Linked DNA regions of Mus musculus: region 2 is linked to region 1. The links are chromatin contacts, called in public ChIA-PET maps. All regions are on one chromosome and are shown on one strand. The core of a region is the stretch at or near the end of the contact, and the rest is flanking DNA. Distances in the headings are between cores, read along the strand shown. Region 1 holds the start of Eif4a3 (eukaryotic translation initiation factor 4A3). Region 2 overlaps Rptor (regulatory associated protein of MTOR, complex 1).

Region 1 (3,881 bases), core at 437-2,936:
GAGCAGGCGGATCTCTATGAATTCAAGGCCAGCTGGTCTACAGAGTGTTCCAGGACAGACAAGACTATGTAGAGACCTGTCTCAAAACAAACAACAACAAAAACACAAGTACTTTCCAAATAAGCAGACATAATTTATACAGAAAAGATGTTGTTGGTTTGCTTTGGTGTGTGTGGGGGTGGTGGGGGGGTGGTGAGGGGTTGTTCAAGATAGGGTTTCTCTAAGTAACAGAGCCCTGGCTATCTTGAACTCACTTTGTAGACTGACCTCTGTCTCCCAAGTGCTGGGATTAAAGCTGTGAGACTGGCTTGTTGTAGTTTATTTTTACACTCTTTTAAGATGTAGCTAGTGACACTTGCCAGCTCAACACAGGACTTGTAATGCTATTCTTGGCTGCCAACTTGCCTACATCTGGGATTACCGAAAACCCAAGCTGGGTATCATTAAAAATGGGAGGGACCAATCTTCCTGGTCTAGTGAGTTCCAGGGCAGCTAGGGCTAGGTAGAGACCCTACCTCAAAACAACAACAACAACAACAATCCTGGCTTGGTGTGGCACACCTTTAACCCCACCATCTGGGAGGCAGAGGCAGGGAATCTCTGAGTTTGAGGCCAGCCTGGTCTACAAAGAATTCCAGGACGGCCAGGGCTCCAAAGAGAAAGTCTCAAAAAAAAAAAGGAAAAAAGAAAAGGACAGAAACAAAAAGACAAAGCTCATTTGGCCTCCCTTAAATGCTCCTAAACACACACCAGCAGCATGACCGACCATTCACTCAAAAAAAAAAAAAAAAAAAAAAAATCCAGCTCCAACTCAACGACAACATCAGCATCTCTCTTCTACAGTCCGGCCATCACCCCCGCCTCCTCTTCTAACTCCAAATCCAGACACCAAGATAAACTTTCAAACTGTAAGCCCGATCCTGTCAATTTTGCTTAGAGCCCTGCAGTGGCTTCCAGCGGTATTTAGGAATGAATCTCAAAATCTTTACCCAGGCGTTTAAAACATGACAGGGGGTTCTTTTTCTGTTCCTGGCACAGGTCTGGCCATGGCTTCGAGAAGCCAGGGTCACCCTGGTGATTATGAACGCCTCTGGGAGCTCTCTCTCGGCTCTTTTAACTGTCCCCTACCAATCTACCTACTCTACCCAGCTGCTCATTCTCTTGTTTTCCCAATTCCCACCGCCTGAAGCACTTTGGCTTCGTGTTTTTCGCCTCCCTAGAAAGCTTTAAACTCCCTAAGGCGAGAACCCACCAGACTTAGAGCCGCGACTTCCCCATCAAAGCTCGGGGCACCTCGGGGGACACACATGGCGATCCGCTCGCTACACGAGCCACTGAAGAGCCTGGCTGACTGCAGCCCCGGGGGAGCAGGCCGGAGCTCTGGGGCGGAGCCGCTCGTCGCCGCCGGGCCTAACCCCGTCCTACCGGGGCCCGGCCCCCAACCTCCCCCGCCTCGAGGCCCGCGCCCCACCGTAGGCGTAGATGCCGCGCAGCAGGTCCTCTCGCAGGCCCATGGTGTCGAACGTGGGGGTCACGTCCACCTCCTCGCTCGTCTCGAACTCCACTTTGGTCATGTCCTCCTCTTTGAGCAGCCGCTTCCGCGCCGAGCCAGACGTCGCCATCGTGGCGTTAGCCGCCATGATCCGGATTCCGCAGAAAGACAACTGCAAGCCGCGGCGGGAACCGGATGTAAGGCGCGCGCCGCCGGCCCGGTCGGGAGGAAGTGACGCGCCGCAGCGCCGCGGAAGAGCGTCAAGAGGGGCGGAAGGCACGGCGCTCCAGGTCTCGCGATATTCCGCGCTCCGCGGGATTCGGCGAGAGGCTGGGCTTGCCGTCGCTAAGCGCCTGCGGCTCTCCGTACTCTCGGCTCCTTGGATGTCCGCAGCCGGCTCGGGATAGGGATGTGGGTCTCTGGGAGGAGCAAGACGGACGCCAGGGTGTCCCCGAGGGTACGGGGCAAGGGAAGATGGCACCGCCCGATGGGCTCCGCGCTCCTTCGCAGCTGACTGCGTTGCCATGGCAACCGCAGCGCTAAGCGGCGGGAGAATCAAGCTGCTCGCCCGGGGTGGCTGGGGAAATCAGTGGGGACCGAGGGGAGAGCAGGGGCCGCCTAAGCTGCCATCACATCTGAGAATCCTTCAGAGCCGCTGACCCCAGTCACTCTGAAGAATCCTGATTTTCAACGTAGGCTCCACAAGGGCTTTGCTCCTTACTGGGGCACGTCTGTCTGTCTGTTTTGTTTGTTTCTGAGGGTGGATCGAGCCGTACCCCGAGTTCTAGCAAACATTCATTTGCACTTGGCCTCTTTCCTTTTTTCTGCTTTTGAGGAAAGATGACTAAATCGTTAAGAGCCGTTACTCCTCTTCCAGGGAACCTTGTTATGCTCCAGCGCTTAGACCGTGTGACTCACAACAGCCTGTCTTCCCCAGCTCCAAGCGATCCAGTACTTCTGGCCTCTGTGGGGGCCACACTCACACAAACACACACTAACACAAATCTTTTAAAGCTACTATAAGAAACCTCATTTTGTGTAGATATGTTTCGTTATAACCAGATTATCTTTTCATGGAGAAGTTGTGGGTTGCAGTATGTCCGCCCAAAAATAAATAAATAAATAAATAAATAAATAAAACAAGTTATCACCTCCTTCCCTAGAGAGCTCTGCTCTTGCTCTGGTATCAGGATTTGTCCAGACCAGGTAAACGATTGAAGACACAGAGCTGGCCACCCTTCTGGGACTAAACAACTGAGTTCCAAGTTCTCTTGCCTTCTCACTCCACAAGGATTTATTCCTGGTGCTCATGCAGTTTGGCAAGCCTGACTTTAAGGGTGGTTTTGCAATCTCTGCTGTAAAGTACACGTGGATTTTAATGACCTCCTAAGAAAAGAATGGAAAGTCTCCATTTCATACTGCCTGTTGAAATGAGTCTAATTATAGTTTGGGGATACTGTTTAAAATGCAGCTTAATTGCACTGTTTGTTACTTCATCAGATGTAACAACTAAAAAGGGCTTTATTGTGTTCCTATTGGGCCACTCTGCTCACATATCTTTGCCTATTGTGTCTGCGTATATTTGTGTATGTTCCTATGGTATGTGTGAGGGGGCAGACCCGTGCTACAGATGCAGATGCAGAGGTCGGGGGACAAATGTGGAGAGTGTGTTCTTTTCTCCCACCTTTAGTGAATTCCAGGATCAAACTCACTGGGGTCATCCCTTAACACAAGCTGTCTTCCCACCTTGCTGTAATTTCTTAGAGTACCCAAGTGATTTGAAGACCTTGGTTTTCTGTAAATCAGTAAGCAGCTGTAATCTATCAGTTATGAACAGTATGCCTTTGTCACTTGCCTTGTTAAAAGTATCTGGTCGACTTGGTTACATTGTATTTTATGCATAAATATCCACGTAAAAGCAACAGTCAAGACTAAGGTGGTGTGTATATACCCTGTGACCCCAGCACTTGGGTGGTGGAGGCAGGAGTGCCCAGAGATTGAGGCCAGAATGGCCTAGGTAAAGACACCGTCTTTATCAAAACAAACCACAGTAAGGGCTAGAAGGATGGCTCAGCGGTTAAGTGCACTTGCGGCTCTTGCGGACGCAGATTCAGTTCCCAGCACGGCTTTCATATAACTTAACCAGTTCCAGGGGACCTGATGCCCACTTCTGACTTCCAAAACCACCTGTATGCATCTGGTCCACACACATGCACTCATCATGCAACTGACAGCCCTGTTTGACAATCTACAACTCCAGCGCTTAAGCTGACAGATTTTGTTTTGTTTTGTTTTGAGACAGGGTTTCTCTGTGTAAGGACTCTGGCTGTCTTGGAACTCACTTTATAGACCCAGGTAGCCTTGAACTCAGATCTGCCTGCCTCTGCCT
Region 2 (3,881 bases), core at 799-3,298, 370 kb after region 1:
CAATCAGGAATCTGAGTGACCAGACCCTAAAGGTTCTTGTCCCCAGTTGATTTTTGATCAGTCAGTAAAGATACCAGGGACCAATGGCTGGGCAAAGGGAGATAGGGTGGGACCCTGAGAGTTGCCCGGGGAGGAGATGGAGAAATCACTGTGAAGCAGTGAGATATGGATGGATTTACGAGCTGAAGGAGATAAAGCCAACCAGCCATTTAAGATGTTGGGTAAGTGGCCACTTCCCCGATGGTACCTAGGGTAGCAGGCAGAGGGTTAGAAGTGCTGAGCCATTGAGCTAGATGATATATTAAACATAAGCTACTGTGTGTGTGTGTGTGTGTGTGTGTGTGTGTGTGTGTGTCTGTCTGTCTGTCTGTCTGTCTTTCATTCGTCAATCCAAAGGTTCCCTGGGAAGGTGTCTGGAAGCGCTAAAAACAAACTTCTGCAGTCAGTGCCTCGGGGCACAAAGCCACCTTTGGGGAAAAGACCCATCTTGGGTGCTACCAGGCCAGCTCTTCATTGCTGTGCTGCAGACACCACATAGCAAGTAATGGCAAAGAGATGTCATAGCAGCAAGAAGAGCCATGGCAACTAAGTTCCTGCTTAAAGCCTCCTCTCCCTACTGTGAGTGAGTGAGTGTGAGTGAGTGTGAGTGAGTGCTGCCACTTTGTGTGCATCAACTGCATCCACAGACGTCAGAGGATGGGGTGAGGGGACACAGCCCCAGGCAGAGTCCTGCTGCCGTGTGTTAAGTCACACGCTGGAGACAGTCACGTTCTTCTCACTAAACTCTGTATAGATGAGGATGGCCTTGAACTTCTGGTCCTCCCGCCTCTGCCTCCTGACTGCTGGGATTTCAGGAATATACCGATGTGCCTGGTTCCCCCTCCCTCCCTTTCTCCCTCCCTTCCTCCCTCCCTCCCTGTCTCCCTCCCTTATAAAGGACAACATGTAATTGGGGCTGGCTTGCACATGCCTGGTTTTGCTGTAGCGTTGACGATGGAACCCAGGGCTGCATGCATGCTGGGCGAGGCACTCTACCAACTGAGCTACATCTTTAGCTTGCTCTCACTAAGCTTTTGGAGAGATCATAATTTTCATGTTTAGACATAGTGGGTTTATCATATTTAGTTTAAATAATTACTTTATATACATTGAGTGTTTCACTCAGATGTATGTCTGTGCATGCATGTCTGTTGCTGGAGGTCAGAACAGGCACTGGGTCCCCTAGAACTGCAGCTCTGGCGGTTGTGAGTTGTGGTGAGGGTGCTAGGAATTGGACAAAGCTTCTGTAGCAGAACAACACATGCACTTGACTGTAAGCCATCTTCCCAGCTCTAGCTTGTTATATTTAAATGAATAAATAAAGGCGAAATAATTTTTCCTATAAACACTCCTTTTCTCCCTTACTTGCTCACTCTCTATGTAGTACAGACTGGCCTTGAACTTGTGATCCTCTTGCCAGACTCTCATATTCTAATGTTGTATATATCAATAGACAAAAGCTCTGTGGGGTCATCAGATGTTTAAAGACTGGCAAGGGGTCCTGACACAGATAGGTGTGAGAACTGCAGTCTGAGTGTTGTTAGCATAGAAGCTATTTGATGACTAAGCAGCACTCTAAGGGTGTCTTTGTGTGTTGTGCCAGCCATTTTTCTTGTGTGTGTAGTAACATTACAATCGAGGTGAAAATGATTGAGTGTTGCTCTTGGTCCTTCCCTCTATCAGTCCCTCCGTCCCTCTGTCCCTCCCTGCTGCCCTCCCTCTTTCCCTCCCTCCCTCCCTCCCTCCCTCCCTCCCTCCCTCCTTCACAGCCATCTCTGCACAAGGAGGGTTGCAGTTTTAATATGGTAGTAGCATAGCCAGGCCTTTCTGACAGTCTGAACAGCAGCAGAAGTGAAGAGCAGGAAAGATGGCCGGTGCCGCATAGTGGGAAGTGGTTGCCCTGCTGCCTTTTAGTGCGCAAGCAGGAGCAGCCTTCCTGGGCCGTGGTATCAGGTCTGCTTCTGGTTAAGCACAGATAAAACAGGCGTATCTGGGTGTGTATCTTGTCAAAGGGGACTTCCCCAGCGGAGAGCGTGTGTGGTTACTGAGCTTCTCTTTGTTGCCTCTACAGATCCTCTGTCTATGGGCCCTCAGAAAGCTCTGGAAACCATCGGTGCAAACCTACAGAAGCAGTATGAGAACTGGCAGCCAAGGGTAAGCCTTCTCCATTTGCCCTTCCTTTCAGTCATGGGTTGTGTGGTTTGAACTTGAGAGAGCAGTCTGGCTTCATCTCAGATCATCCAGTAAGAGCCTGCTCCTCCAGGCCTCTGTCACTGTCACTGTCAGCCTTTCCAGTGCAGTCAGTGGAGCTTGCGTGCTGCATCCAGGGTTCTGGTTATTTGGTGTAACTTTCCCCAAACTTTTAGAAAAGGTGTTCTTTATGGTACTCTTAAATCAAGGTTTTAATTTTGCATAGAAAATGAATTTTCAATAAATTTTCTACAGCATCTGCTAGATAGAGCTTTTCTGCCGTAAGCGTTCACATGTGGGGAAAGAGCGCCCAGCATTCAAAAGGGAGACACCTATTGTGAGTTCAGCTTTCATACAGAAGGTGAGGTTCCTCTTAGACTATGTGCCTTTGTTGCTTGTCTCTCAGAGTTTTTGCAGTGTGGGGTTTAAGGTCACACTGTCCAGGAGCAGTGTGGGATGGTTTTCACCGTCACACTGTCCACGAGTGACCTGAAGCCCATGTTCCTTTACCTTCCTCACTAACTGCTTTGGTGATTTAGTAAATTTAATGGGAAATTAGAATTTTGAGGTGTTGAAATAAATGCCTGAGTGTTCACCCTTGTGTGAAGTCAGGCAGGGTGAGCAAGCAGGTGACCCCGGCTGTGTGCCTGTGACTTTGTTTGACCCCCCCTCCCCCCCTTATGCTATAAGTAGAAGGGAAGCAAAGGATTCTTAGACCCTCACCACTTAACTCTTGCCTACCCAGGAGGCTGACTTGTGAACCGTTTATCCCCTATCAAGTCCATCCAGGAGTCTCTCGTACATTATTTGCATTCTTCAAGTAAGAGAATAGCCATGAATCAGACACCTGCTGTGGGCTTGAGCAGTGCTCTTGGTAGTTTATGCTGTAGTGTTTGCCTGTGAGGTGTCTTAAGTGTTGGGGGAGATTTCTTGGGTCTTTGTGCTTTACATTTGGGCTTTTCTTTTGAAGGCAGGTCCTCAGGGTTGTTTTGACACTTGTTGTAAAGCTTTGCCTTTGAAATCTGTTATTTTTGGGGTTTACAAGAAAATTCCAGAGAGTGTAGTGCATTTGGCAGTTGGGTGGGGATTGGAGAGTTACTGAGTGTATTAGTAGTTGAAGATGCTGGTGTTCCAAAGAAAGAATATCTTCTTTGAAGTTTTTGCAGGTGCCCAGTGTGTCAGCTGGTGGGCTAGCACTGGAGGGAGCATGTGTGGAGTGACATTTCTTGCTTCTGTGATATGCATGGAGAGGACATAAATTTGACTCAGCTGCGCCAACCTTTGCTAGGTCTTTTTTATACTTTTGTTTATTTGTTGAGGGTACAATGTACATTCAGATCTTCCAGTTGTATGTTTATAGAGTATTACTGAATAATAACAAAAAGAAATAAAAAGGAAAGAATAAGTCTGGTCCTGGTTTTTGGCACCAAATGAACGTGTAAAAGAAATGAAAGGAAAAGGAAGGGGACACGATTATTCCTAGGTCAGTGTAGAGGAAGTTTATCATAGGTAAATGTGCACAGAGAGAGGCAGGGGTGTGGGAGCTCACAGGCAGAGTCAGGGACAGCTGGGAGTTCACAGTGGACTCACCAGACTGAGCTGTGCCGTGTGCAGGGTGAGAGAGGGAGAGAGAAACCAGGTGCAGCTATCAG

The links. ChIA-PET counts read pairs in DNA pulled down with a chosen protein or histone mark.
Region 2: an RNA polymerase II ChIA-PET map of memory CD8 T cells shows a contact between it and region 1, with 69 read pairs. The contact joins the enhancer-like site here to the promoter of Eif4a3 in region 1. A contact is called at or near these places in 2 of 39 promoter capture datasets (cranial neural crest and liver) and 3 of 115 datasets of contacts at active chromatin or transcription factors (effector CD8 T cells, memory CD8 T cells and pancreatic cancer cells).

What each region holds. Positions count from the first base shown.
Region 1 is chr11:119,298,357-119,302,237 of GRCm38.p6, forward strand. Eif4a3 (eukaryotic translation initiation factor 4A3) reads right to left here and starts at 1,687. Exons shown (of 12, transcript NM_138669.1): 1 at 1,472-1,687. The coding sequence starts at 1,640.
Region 2 is chr11:119,669,168-119,673,048 of GRCm38.p6, forward strand. Rptor (regulatory associated protein of MTOR, complex 1) reads left to right here. Exons shown (of 34, transcript NM_028898.3): 3 at 2,111-2,193. Among named protein-coding and RNA genes, the nearest start is that of Rptor, 68 kb to the left of the region's middle. Within about 2 kb of position 2,049, at least 80 of the 459 cell types and tissues checked have an H3K27ac peak or open chromatin away from gene starts, as enhancers often do. A contact at or near this core is called in effector CD8 T cells and memory CD8 T cells, where this site is marked.